2 separate regions of the Mus musculus genome follow, and region 1 is linked to region 2. The links are chromatin contacts, called in public Hi-C maps. All regions are on one chromosome and are shown on one strand. Each heading gives the region's core, a stretch centred on a gene start, on an enhancer-like site or on the middle of the called end of the contact. The rest is flanking DNA. Distances are from core to core; before and after follow the strand shown. Region 1 holds the start of Chst2 (carbohydrate sulfotransferase 2). Region 2 has its middle 56 kb from the start of Gm32018.

The links. Hi-C and Micro-C count contacts between places; a contact is called where the count stands out from the background.
Region 1: a Hi-C map of cortical neurons shows a contact between it and region 2, with 2.9 times the contacts expected there. The contact joins the promoter of Chst2 here to the enhancer-like site in region 2. A contact is called at or near these places in 3 of 39 promoter capture datasets (hippocampal neurons, liver and stem cell-derived epiblast-like cells), 3 of 484 Hi-C or Micro-C datasets (cortical neurons and epidermal suprabasal cells), 3 of 115 datasets of contacts at active chromatin or transcription factors (forebrain, kidney and neural progenitor cells) and 1 of 9 other capture datasets (adipose tissue).

What each region holds. Positions count from the first base shown.
Region 1 is chr9:95,405,863-95,408,651 of GRCm38.p6, forward strand. Chst2 (carbohydrate sulfotransferase 2) reads right to left here and starts at 1,408. Exons shown (of 2, transcript NM_018763.2): 1 at 715-1,408; 2 at 1-611. The coding sequence starts at 429.
Region 2 is chr9:95,253,048-95,255,848 of GRCm38.p6, forward strand. No RefSeq gene overlaps it. Among named protein-coding and RNA genes, the nearest start is that of Gm32018, 56 kb to the right of the region's middle. Within about 2 kb of position 1,269, at least 14 of the 459 cell types and tissues checked have an H3K27ac peak or open chromatin away from gene starts, as enhancers often do. A contact at or near this core is called in cortical neurons and neural progenitor cells, where this site is marked.

The sequences.
Region 1 (2,789 bases), core at 158-2,657, 150 kb after region 2:
ACTCCCAGCCGCGGCTGCGGGAACTGCCCCCACGCCCGCGGCAGGAGGGCGGTACGGGGTGCGGGGGTCCATGCGAGAGTGAGCGCGGGGTGGCGCTGCAGGAGGCGACCCCGGCCGTCCCCAGCCGGCCCCGGCCGCCCCTACCGCGGCACCCAGAGGCCCGTCGGGGTTGCACTGCTGCAGCGGCTCTTTATGCCACTTGTAGTCCAAGAGGTTGAGCATCGTGAGCACCAGTAGCAGTGCATAGCCCGCGCACAGCACCAGCGCCTTCCTGCGAAATACCTTCATCCCGAGCGGGGACGCAGGCCAGCGGCGTCCTGCGCGCCGGGGCCACGGCGGGAGCAGGGCCCGCTGCACGGCGGCAGGCGCGGCCGGCAGCGGCCGGGGAAGCGCACCGGGGGGCAGAGCTCGCGGCGAGCTGCGGCTCATCACAGGCACAGCCGGGGCCGGCGGCGCGGCGGAGGCGGCCCTGCAGCCCAGGAGGGGGACGCTGCAGGCCGGCTGCGGGCGCCGGGACTGGGGCCGCCGATCCGAGGCGGGCGCGGCGGCAGAGGCTGCTGGTCCCCGGCGCCCAGGGCTGGCTCTCCCATGGCAGCGGCTCCGAGAAGGACCTGCGAGGGGAAGCGGAGTGAATGGGTGAGCCCAGTCTCCGGTCCAGATGCCTCCTCCGCCTGAGTAACGCCCACCCTCTAGTCTGCGGGCTCCTCCACTCACCTGGAGCGGAGGGTGCGCCTCGGAGCGTCCCCAGATCCCCGACCGGCGGACTGTCCGGCTAGCACTCTCCTCGGTTTCTCTCCGGTTCTCTTCTGCTAGGGGTCCCCAAGCCTTCGAGGGAGCCGCGAGACTCCGCTGCCCTAGCCCTAGGCAGAGTTTTCCAGCAGCGGGCGCCCTGCACCCCGGGAGGGGAAACTTTCACCGGGCCCGGAGCCCAGCTCTGCGCTCCACCGAGCGCGGCGCGTCCCGGCTCCAGCGACGTCTCCTTAGGTCTCTCGGGACCGCTGCTTCCCTCCAGGCTCTGGGGCACGAAGCAGGCAGGAGGCGACAGTGGGGGGTGGCTTACATACGCCCCAGCTCCAGGCTGTTCTGCTCTCCATCGCTCTCTCTTGGCCTCCACGTAGCGAACCTTCCCATCCCTCCGGCGGCCGCGGATAGGGTGCAGCGCGGCCCCGCAGCGGCGGCTGCTTCTTCCATCACCCGGAGGATGTCCTGGCGGGCGGCTCAGGCGAGCCCCGGCGCTCCGTGGCCGCGGACTGGCCCAGGACTCTGTACACCTAGCTGAAGGCAAAAGAGCGGGACCCCCCACCCCCGCGTCACCAGCGGCTTCTGCCCTACGAGGTCCCGAGGCAGAGGAAGCCCCCGCCGCGGCCGCACTAAAGCGGCGCCCGGGAGGATGCTGCTACCCGACTCCCCCTACGCCGGGCGCCTGCAACGCGCTCGGGCCGGCCTCTGCGCGGCTCCTGCCAGCCCGCTCGGGGTTGGTGCGCGCCGCCGTCTGTCGCCCCGGCTCCTCCCCTTCGCCGTGCTCCCCTCCTCCTCTGCCTGTCCCACACCCGCCCTCCTCGCAGCTCCAGACTCCCGCCGCCACCTCCTTAGGGGCTGGAGATGCGACCCGGTTCAAGGAGGCGCTGCTAGGGCCTCCAGCCGTTAGTAGCAGAACAGAGCTCTAGGTGCGCCCGGGGCGCGGCGCCGGCGCCTGATTCCCAGCTCGCCCGCACAGCCGGAGACTTGGGTTCTCTGTAGCTGCACGACTCGGCTCCCAGGATTCGCTCTGGAGAAGAGTTGGTGATAAAAGTTTGAGCAGAAATACCCCGGACGTACGCTCCTTTCATCCCCAGCGGTCAGCACTGGTGTCCCCTCCTAGGACGCGAGCAGCACCGCCCAACAGCGCTGTGTGCAGCGGGAACCCAGTTCTGAAGCCTTGGCCCTGGTGCTAGCCCATTCCAGCGGGTTTGTGGTTTCTCCCTCAAGGAGGAAGTAATAAATCTTTCTGGGCCCGGGGTCACTGAAGAGGCTTCAGAGTATGCCTCTCCGCAACCTTTCCGAGTGTCCTGGATTTGGACAAGGCCACAAGGTTTCGATGATCCCACCCCCACCTCCTGCCCGGCAGATGTTCTAGGCTTGTGGAGTTTCCACCTCTGCTGACACCCTCTGAGACAGGGCTGCTGGGGGGAGGGGAGGGCGCTTTGTTTAAATTTGTGGTGTGATAGTGAGTCCATTGACTTTAAAGAGGAAGAGATGAGATCAAAGAACTTGATCGCAAAGGAAAACGTTTTTGGACGTTGAAAGTTACTTTTTAGTTTGGTCTGCGTTGGTTTGTATACTTTTCTTTCGCTGATGAGGGAATAAACTTCCATTGTAAAATGGGACAGCTACAGGATGGGTGGAGGTTAGAGGGCACATAGGAAAGATTGTACTCCAGTTTCCACCTAGAAGGGCAGAAAGATGAGTCATTGCGGTCCGGAGGTGAACTACTGATCACTGGGAGACTGATTGCCCCCCGTCTCTCAGAAGCTTTTACAAGTAAAACATAATTACTGCAAAATTATCATAGTCTACCTGGAGCAGCCCACCTCGGCTGATGACCCTCCTAAATTTAAAGCGTTGCCATTGACGACTTTTTTTTTTTTCAGGGTATTGTACAGAATCTTCTGGGTACAGGGATTGTTGAAAAAAAAATGACTTAATTCAATTGTTTTATGGCTTTAACTGGTTTGGTTTTGTTTCAGTTTGGTTTGGGATTTTTGTTTTGTTTTGTTTCAGTTTTTGTTGTTGTTGTTGTTGTTGTGTGG
Region 2 (2,801 bases), core at 19-2,518:
GTGTGTCCACATGTGATAAAGACAGATTTATGTTCACACCAATCTGGTCAATATAGGGCAAAGTTGGTTCTATATTTCACCTTATTTGGGTGTCAACAGTTTACTTAACAAACATCCACTTTAGTTGTTATTATTATATATTCACAACTCATAAGCCTGTATCAGTCACTCAACTGTAATTTTCCAGGACAGCAAAGCAGGCATGGAAGAAACAATGAAATCAGCAGAAATCTAACACGGCATCCTTCAAGGGGGCAATGGAAACTCCCTAACAGCACAGGTCCTGATTCAGAGGCAGGGCATGGGAATCTACAGAGCTGATACAGTCACAGAGCAACCTACAGGAGAAGACCCTGAAATGGCCTTATCTGTTCACCTCTTGCTTCTGCAGGACTCACCCTGTAGGAGGCTTGCTAGTGGTGGACATGAAATTGAAACTTTCAAAACAGAAAGGAAATCCTAATAAGACCCTGGAATGTTTCCAGGACAAGTAAAAAATAGTTTCTAATACAAAAATCCATAAATCTGGCCCCCAATTGATGTAAACCCCTAAGCTACAAGAATGCTATTCAAACTATACACCTAGCAGCAAAAAGATAAGTCAAGCGATAGTATTTTCCTAAACCAGCTTAATTGAAAAGAATGAAATCATCAGGAATGGTAGCAGGCATCACTAAACCCAGCTCTGAGAGATGGAGGCAGAAAGATCATGGGTTTAAGATCAACTTAAGCTACACAGCAAGACCCTATCTCAAAAACCCAGAAGATGAGGCAAGAGAGATGGGATGATGGTAATGAGGAGGGAAAGAGTGAACCCTACGACATACTTCTCAAGGTGAAGAATGTTTGCTAGCTAATATTTTACTTTTCAGTGGGACAATGTTCTGGTTAGGCTTGATTGTCAACTTGATTAAACCTAGAATCATCTTAGAGACAATATCTAGGCATGTCTGTGGGCGAGTATCTTGATAGGGTTAATTGAATCAGGAAGACTTTCTCCCACTGTGTGTGGTGGCACCACCATCTGGGTTGGCATTATTGCCTGGCTTGGGATCCTGGACTCTATAAAGCAGGAGAAAGCAAGCTGAACACAGCATCCTGGTTTTCAGCTCCCTGGTATCAGATACAATCAGACCGGCTACCTCAAGCTCCTGACCACAGAACCCCACCACGCTGAAACATCATGGACTTTGCCATTGAGGACTGAGCCAAAAAAAACCCTTCCTCTCTCAAGCTGCTATTGTTGGAGTTTTTCACCACAGCAACAGGAAAGGCAGCTAAGACTGACAGTATTGTCACTGTGTACAGAATACAAAACAGCTCTTAGCTGATGTAAGAGATGGGATGAAACTGAAAGCTATCTTCTTATTTGTGAAATTCTTACCACAGCAAAGAATTTACATTTTGAAAATGCTTGTTCTGTGCCTGATGAAGCAGACAAGGGAAGGAGTGTTCGGGTCGGACTGACAAAATCCTGCTAGGACATCCTAGCTAGGGAAATAAGCCTGTTTACCCTCACATTGCTATAGCGGAGAGGGACCAAGATGATCATCAACACACTCACTCCCTGTCCTCTATTCAGTGAATATATAATGATGGTCTGTAATATGCCACACACCATTCTTACCTGTGTAAGCTTTACATTAGAACAAGAGACTGATGTATATTATGTGGTATATTACCAAGCCACACAGCCCATGGGGTTTATGAGTAGGGTAAAGGGGTTGAGAATATAGGCTGAGCAGTGACTTGGGAATTGGGACTTTACATAAAGGGTGTACCTCTAGGAGAAGATGGCATTTGAGTAAAGACTTGACAAGGATAAAGAGTAAGATAAGTCTGTACAGAGAGCCTTCCATGCTTCTCTGGAACCTTCAAGAACAGCAGAGAAACAAGACAAGCAAGGTAAGCAAGGAGAACTATAGAATACAGGGTCAGAGGGGAGGAGTCGGGCGAGGGGCAGTTCCAGTAGGCTGTTGTAAAGACTGGTTCCATTTCAATGAAATAAGAACTGACAGGAGCCAATCACAGGGGCCATAGGCAAACGACAAATATGACTTCTAAAGGAATCACTCTGGCACTTTGTGGATATAAACTCTAGACAAGTAATAAAGAATATTGATCCAATATTGCTGCGTAGCAATTTTAAAAGCCCGACCACACAAGCAGGGAGGGTCTCTCATTGTTTGGACATCTGTGTGGTATTTGGAGGTCTGTGGGACTAGACAGAGTTCTGCTGAGCCAATGTCCCTGGGTCTTCTCCTACTTCCTTTACATCCTTCAGTAGAACCAACTAACTAGACCTGGAACTAATTAATTTCTTTTTTTCTTCCCTCCTTTTTTTCTAACTTAGTTCATACAATGTGCTTGGATCTTCTTCACCTCTCCAGTTTCTCCCAGCTCTATCCCCACTTCCCTACTCACCCAATTATGTGTTCTTTTATTAAAACCCAATTCTTTTATTAAAAAATTAAATCTTCTTTTATTAAATCCAATCTTTATTGCCCATATATCCTTGGACAGGTGACCTTCTACTGAGTTATGGTCAACCTATCAAGGGCTACATATACTCTTTAAAGAAACCAACTCTCTGTCTCCCAGCAGCTGTCAATTACCAATGTTCCTCCTGGTCTAGGGCTAGGGCATGGTGCACACCTCCACACTCCATGTTGGGGTTTGTAGACCTGGAATTTCCTTTCCATGGCAGGTGTGATCTTGATCTAACATTAGTGTTACACATTGAAAAAATACCATAGTCCTTGTGGTTTTGTTTACATGTTTGTTTTGGAATTTTAGCATGC